Linked DNA regions of Gossypium raimondii: region 2 is linked to region 1. Evidence: chromatin contacts called from public Hi-C data. All regions are on one chromosome and are shown on one strand. Each heading gives the region's core, a stretch centred on a gene start, on an enhancer-like site or on the middle of the called end of the contact. The rest is flanking DNA. Distances are from core to core; before and after follow the strand shown.

Region 1 (3,230 bases), core at 703-3,202:
GACCGACTCTAGACATTATAATTATCAACTTTAAGCAACTGATGAGATACCAACAATGCACCTAAAGTATCCGATGGATGCAAGTAAAGAGGGTGATTAAAATCAATAACCAAATAAAAAAGATTCACCATGATTGAAAACCAACCAGTATTGAAGCAGAGAAGTCTATCAATCAAGAATGATGCAAATAAGAGAAAACTGCCACAAGCAAAAAAAAAGCCCTAAATTACCAATTGGACCACACAAATTGGACCACACCCACCAAAAAATATAATTGGGCCAGTAGAAAAACAAAAAAAAAAACTTATTTTTCAACCTTCATAACCCGAAATGAAGTAACAGCGAATCAGCAAACCAAGCAAATTTTGTAACCGGACTTTGGTGACCGGAAAGCTAGCGATCACTGGAGCTCTGATACCATGTTGAAAAACTGATCATGAATGAAAAAAAATACTCTGTAATATCAATAATTACAATAAGTGTCTTAAACCATAATTACAAACTTATTGACCTTTTATAGATTATTTGCTAATAGACTAAATATATTAACAATAAAGTTAACTACTCAAACTAATTATCAACTGACTTCTCAATAGTCTGTTCCTGTCTAAGTTCTCGGTAAGGTTTTTTTTTCTCTCAAGTTAAAAACATGTAGATTAATTATTTAAAAGAACTGTTAACCTTTGACATAGTGAAAGGGTGGTAAGACTTATAATAATGAGAATGAGGTGATGAGGGAGATGGTGAAAGTGGAAACAGGATGGTGGTGACATAAAATGGGGTGGAGATGATAAGGGCACGAGGGTGGGTGTGAGGAGGGTTGTGCCTGAAAGACAGTGGAGATGAAAGAGGTCGAAGAGATGTGTAGGAGTATATCTACACCCATACGGCTGTACTGGATACTTGTTTGACATGGTGAATGGGTGGTAAGTTTGACAATGAGGAGGAGGAGGTTATGAGGGAGATGGTGAAAATGGACACAGGGAGGTCGAGACTAGTAGTAGGTGTAAAATGGGGTGAAGGTGGTGAGGGAGAGCATAAGAGTGTTAATAGTCTTTGTTAGATAATATATATATTACGCAGTATGATGTTTAATTTCGTTTTCTTGAATCCTAAACAGGTGGAAACATCTATTCCAGGATGTGCTATGTCTGGCTTAGATAAAAAATGTTAAAATCTAGGTTCGGTCTATCTATATTGATTTTTTTATATATTTTTAAAAATATATATAATATATAAAAATACTAAAAATATTAAAATAAATATTTCCCAATAAATTTTAAAAAATATGTATACTTAAATAATACTAAGATAGGTGCAACTTAAGAAGCAAATGCCTCTAAAATAGTAACAAAATTAACAATAAAACAAGAGTTATACAAATATCTAAATAGTAGCAACATAATTGTGAAATGGTAGCAAAATAGTGAGAAAAAACAAGAAAATAAGAAAAAACAGCAAGCAAACAATAAAAAAAATCATTTTTTTCCATATTCAGGCTAGGGCCAAAAAAACATTACTTGAGGCTTGGCTCGTTTTTAAACAGACATTATTTTCTTATCTAAACCTATTTTTTGAGCTTATATTTTTGACTAAACTCTTCCCATTTTCGAACGGGTTGACCTGACCCATAGACCGATCTAATTCCTTTATATGAGTCTTTTGGATTCTTTATTATTAACTTGATTACGTGAAGTAGTAAAACATAAAAAGAATAATTTAAATTTAAAAGAAAAATCCTAATTTGTTAATTAACTACATGTCCATCATGTAACCTTTTTTATGGCCAAATGGTTTTAAAGTCACATGCAAGAAAAGAAAACAAATTTAATAGAGAAAGTAAGAACAACAAACACTACAAAATTATTAAACAATTGAACTTTTGTTATAACAAAATGTTTGTTCAGAAAAGCAAGTTTTGGTTTTGCGAATTGCCATGGCGGTGGGATGCAATTGAATTCAGCCAAGTGGGTCTCCCACCTATTTTTGTCTTTCAAAAGCTCTCCAATCCAATGAACTAAAAGCTGCCCATTACGGCTTCTTAGCATAGTGACCGTCAGATTTTTATTTTTAGCAAATTGGTGGTGGGTTCATCGGTATCACTCATATCTCCAGAGGATAAGACGATAACATCTCTCTTAACACTCACTGTTTCGCTCAACCTCCACCCTTTCTTCTTTTCTAATCTCTGCCTCCATAGCCAAATTACTTGCTTCACTTACCACAAGTAAGTATCCCACAAAAAAGAAGTTCCCTTTTTCTCCTTTTCGATGATCCCTCTCCTTTCCCTCCGGTTCCCCGCCTCTCCCTCCTCCGCTCTTTTCCACTTCAGCCCATCTCCTCCTTTCTCCTCTCGCTTTACTAAATCCCCTTTTCGCCGCTTTCTTCCTCCGACGAAACCCTCCCTTTCCACCAATTCTTTCAGCTCTACTTCCCAACAGCTTGGACCCCAAGGCCCTCAAAACCAGCAGCCTCCCAGAACTCTATTCCCTGGTGGCTACAAACGTCCCGAGATCAAGGTCCCTAATTTTGTTCTCCAGTTGGACCCCAACGACGTCTTGGCTGACGACAATGCGCTCGATTTCATTGACAAGGCCGTCTCCAAATGGGTTGGCCTTGTAGTGCTCAATGGTGGTGAAGGAAGTGGCGGCAGGGTTTATGAAGCTGCCCGTTCGTTAAAAGCGGTTGTTAAAGATCGCGCTTATCTTTTGATCGCGGAGCGCGTTGACATTGCCGCCGCTGTCGGTGCTAGTGGCGTGGTCCTCTCTGATCAAGGTGGGCTTTTTGCCTTTTTCTTTTTTCTTCTAAAGTTTGCTTATTCAAGGTTATTGGACTATTCACGTAAAAGTGGATTTATTTCTTTTCAAAAGCTTATCAGAGTTTAAAGTAATGAAATTGTCATGCTTGTTTTTCAAAATGAAATCGACCCAATGTTAAAGTAAAGCTGTTAAAGTCTTCAGTCATATCAAATGCATTTGTACCTATATCCAACATCGTTGTATTTGTTTACGAGAAATGCTTCCTTTACAGGCCTTCCTGCCATAGTCGCAAGAAACACAATGATGGATTCAAAATCAGATTCTGTCTTTCTCCCTTTGGTAGCTAGGACCGTGCAATCTTCAGATTCTGCTTTAAATGCTTCAAGTTCTGAAGGTGCTGATTTTCTTATATATGATCTGGGTCAAGAAGAGCACGCCAATACGGCAATGAAGGCTGTCTATGAAAATGTG
Region 2 (3,402 bases), core at 500-2,999, 83 kb after region 1:
AAAACCTGAGTGACTATTTTGTCAACTATCCAAAAGTTGAATGACTGTTGGTGTAATTTATTATTATTTTATCAATGGATTTTGAACTTTTAAATTGATTTTGTAGGGACCTTCTTATAACTCTTTGCTATCACATTCTTACTCTAATAAAACCCCATAAATAACCTATTATTATTTATTTATTTTAAGCAAATAAGTTTTATTCTTTTCTTTTGTTCATGAAATAGAAGCACTATTTTAATTAAAAACAAAATTATATTTTAAAATATTAGTTAACATTTCGTACTAAAATACAAATGTGACAACGATGTAACCAAACTTCACTAATTTCAACAAACATATTAAAAACATTTATTATTATTTTAGTTTGATAAACTTTACAAGGTTATAAAATATTTAATCTAAATACTTGACTATATGATTCCAACAATTGTAACCTATTAAAATTAAACTAAATAGTTAAAATTGAGCATTCATACCATAACATTCCAAAAACTTGTTTAAATAATGAGATTATCAAAATGTAAAATTACTTAACATTGATATATTATTCTATTTGATTCAATTGGCTAGAAAGTAAAATTTTATTGTTTGGTTGATTTAAATGTAAAATTATTTAAAAATTTAAAAGTATATTTTATTAAATTGTTCTCATAAAATTTTATTTTATTTATAAATGAATAAATTTCTCTAATACATTAATTCCTTATCTTCAACAGGCAGCTAGGATTCTGCTTTGATCCAAGAGACCAAAAATGAAGAAAAAAAATATATATTTTTTATTTAGATATGTAATAAATGGTTTAAAGGCCAATTTGACCAAAATGATAAAAATAAGAATGGTAAATTGTTGTCAAAGTAATATTTTGAGCAAAATGTAATATAATAGATTAAATATTAATTTTTCTCAACCTATAATAACAAATAAATATAGTTGTAATATTACTTGAAGAATATATTAAAGAATTAGAGAATTCATTAGTTTTATTATTATTTCATTTTTAACAATATGAATCACTGTCATTAAAAAGTAAGAGTAAATTTGCAAAAATATCACATTACCAAGGGAATATTAGAATTCCTAAAGAGGTCAAAAATCTTGACACTATTGAGAATGTGATATTACCGACTCAAGATAATGTTTAAACTTCGAACATTAAAATTTTACACTGAAATCTCACATTAAACTTCAAACGTTAAAATTTTACATTGAAGTCTCACATTACCCGAGAATGTTGCATTCCTTGAACCAAACACACCCATTTTTTTAAAAATTTTTAGCTAAAATAAAATTTGCAAAAGTAAAAGAATACGAGCTTATTTAGTTTTTTTTTTAAAAAACCAGAACTTATTTGAACAAACATACTGTTTACAAATTTTATATTAGTCTAATCTAAAATAATTTAAATTAGTTTCCAAACTTAATCTAAATTAAATTAAAAGCATAGTTTTTGTATCCTGAATAGATCTATCCAAATAACATACAGGTCTAACTCAACTCAGATAAAACCGACCCTAGCTTTTCACATCCAAACTCACTTGACCCCATAAGAGTAATAATAACTTTATTAAATATTATATTACAAGAATAATAGATATTATTTGAACAATCATTGGGCATTTCAAGGCTTCTCAAGTCAAGCTAGATCTTGAACAAGCAAATTTGTAACAAAGGATGGCCCGACCCGACTCATGAGAAAGTCTAGGCCTAAGTCCATTTGAAGTAAACAGCATTTGGGCGCATAGCCAAGCAGGCCGTCTTCACAAGAAGAAATTTCGTTCACTAGGCTTTTTTGTCATAGGTCATTAGTCATTACCCATGTATTATTCTACCATGTCCATGAAAAGATCATAAAAATATAGTGAAAGAATGTAGTATCCTACTATTTCAATTCTAATCCTACCATTTTAAAGTTCATTTCTTCAAAACTGCTATTTTTGTATAACCATAGCTAGGTAATATCACCAACAGATCATGCATGTAAGGGGGAAACAAACAACCATCTAAGGACTAAGGGGGCAACATTGCTCCTTCCCAACAAGAATTGCCTATATACCTGCCTGCTACTCATAATGAATCTAAGCCAACTAACTAGTTCATTTTTTTTTCTAAGCTTGGGAGCTGTCCACAAGGCAATATGAACAATAATACTTTATTCCAAGGTTCACAGATCCTGTCATGATAGACAATTGGCATGAAATGGCACCATGAAATTGATACAAAATTGCATGTAGTTTACATATAACATATTTCAGTAGACAAGGGGAATAAACAAGAAACTTTAAATAAAAGGTAAATTATTTGATTCGATATAAGTGAAAGTAGAAAAGATTACCTCCTGCCTTGCTGAAATAATTGTCAAAAATTATTTACAGGTATCAGCTTGAAAATCCAAACAAGGATACATGTACTGACCATTTATTTGAGTTGCAAATGCAGACAAAAGAAATAGCTGTCAATTAGACTATCTTTCAAGTATTCTTCCTTGCAGCATAGGCACGATAAGCTGCTAGTCCGACCACAGCAACAGCAGCCCCCACTGTAACTTAATCACAAACCCGGTTATTAACAAGCAAACTATAACAGCAACTATTATATTGTTTATTTCCGTCGAAAGGAGAGAGATGCATTAAGAAATGACATAATAATATTAACCTGAAACAAACATAAGTGAGCTATTAACAAGCCGGCGATATCGCTTTCTTTTCTTCCCTTTCTCGGTCTCAGGAATGCTCAGATGAGGGTGTTCTGCTGCACTTACGATTCTAGAAAATACACTTTTGGAATCTCTTAATTTCACACCTACAGGAATTGGAGCTTCCATTCCCAACTGCTGAGTAACCTGAAACAAATTAGAAATTCACACCATATTCAAATATTGCCATGGTTTTATTGGGTAACAAAGCAGCCAATGATAAGATATATACTCTAGCCGAGTTTTGCAGAGACATCGGAAAGGGATCCAAGTCATCCTTTGCTGCAATGAGTAGGCAAGGCACTCCATAACCACTTTCCTCTCCTCGCCTAGCAACATCCAGAAGCAATTCTCTAGATCTTTTCCATGAATATTCATCTGAACTGGCAATAGGAATACACTATCATGTAAGATAAGAGACTATTTACAGACATATCAACAGATTTCTACAGCCCTTTGAGGTGCTGGTTATTCTTCAACTTCCACCCACAGGCTAGCAGATTTAGCACAACATAGAAGCAGACAAAGGGAAAAAGTAGGATTAGTTAGTAGAGGATATTCAAAACCACTAAATTATTAATTTACAGAGGTTCATAACCACTGCTCTATAAGTATGCTATAGCACCATGATATTCTCATCTTGCAGCTTCAGACAAATAAAATATTTAACTTTACCTGTCATACAAAAACACAGCTACATCACAGG

The links. A called contact is a pair of places that touch in the nucleus more often than the background predicts.
Region 2: a Hi-C map of leaf shows a contact between it and region 1, with 2.8 times the contacts expected there. The contact joins the enhancer-like site here to the promoter of LOC105790730 in region 1. A contact is called at or near these places in 2 of 2 Hi-C or Micro-C datasets (both in leaf).

The regions. Positions count from the first base shown.
Region 1 is chr8:9,546,180-9,549,409 of ASM2569854v1, forward strand. LOC105790730 (hypothetical protein) reads left to right here and starts at 1,953. Exons shown (of 11, transcript XM_012618473.2): 1 at 1,953-2,775; 2 at 3,031-3,230. The coding sequence starts at 2,271.
Region 2 is chr8:9,629,407-9,632,808 of ASM2569854v1, forward strand. It overlaps LOC105790732 (mitochondrial Rho GTPase 2), which reads right to left. Exons shown (of 14, transcript XM_012618478.2): 11 at 3,372-3,402; 12 at 2,929-3,079; 13 at 2,657-2,843; 14 at 2,270-2,540. The coding sequence ends at 2,473. LOC128042947 (a long non-coding RNA gene) reads left to right here. Exons shown (of 2, transcript XR_008198566.1): 2 at 1-94. Among protein-coding and RNA genes, the nearest start is that of LOC128042947, 3.7 kb to the left of the region's middle. Within about 2 kb of position 1,750, the one cell type or tissue checked has open chromatin away from gene starts, as enhancers often do. A contact at or near this core is called in leaf, where this site is marked.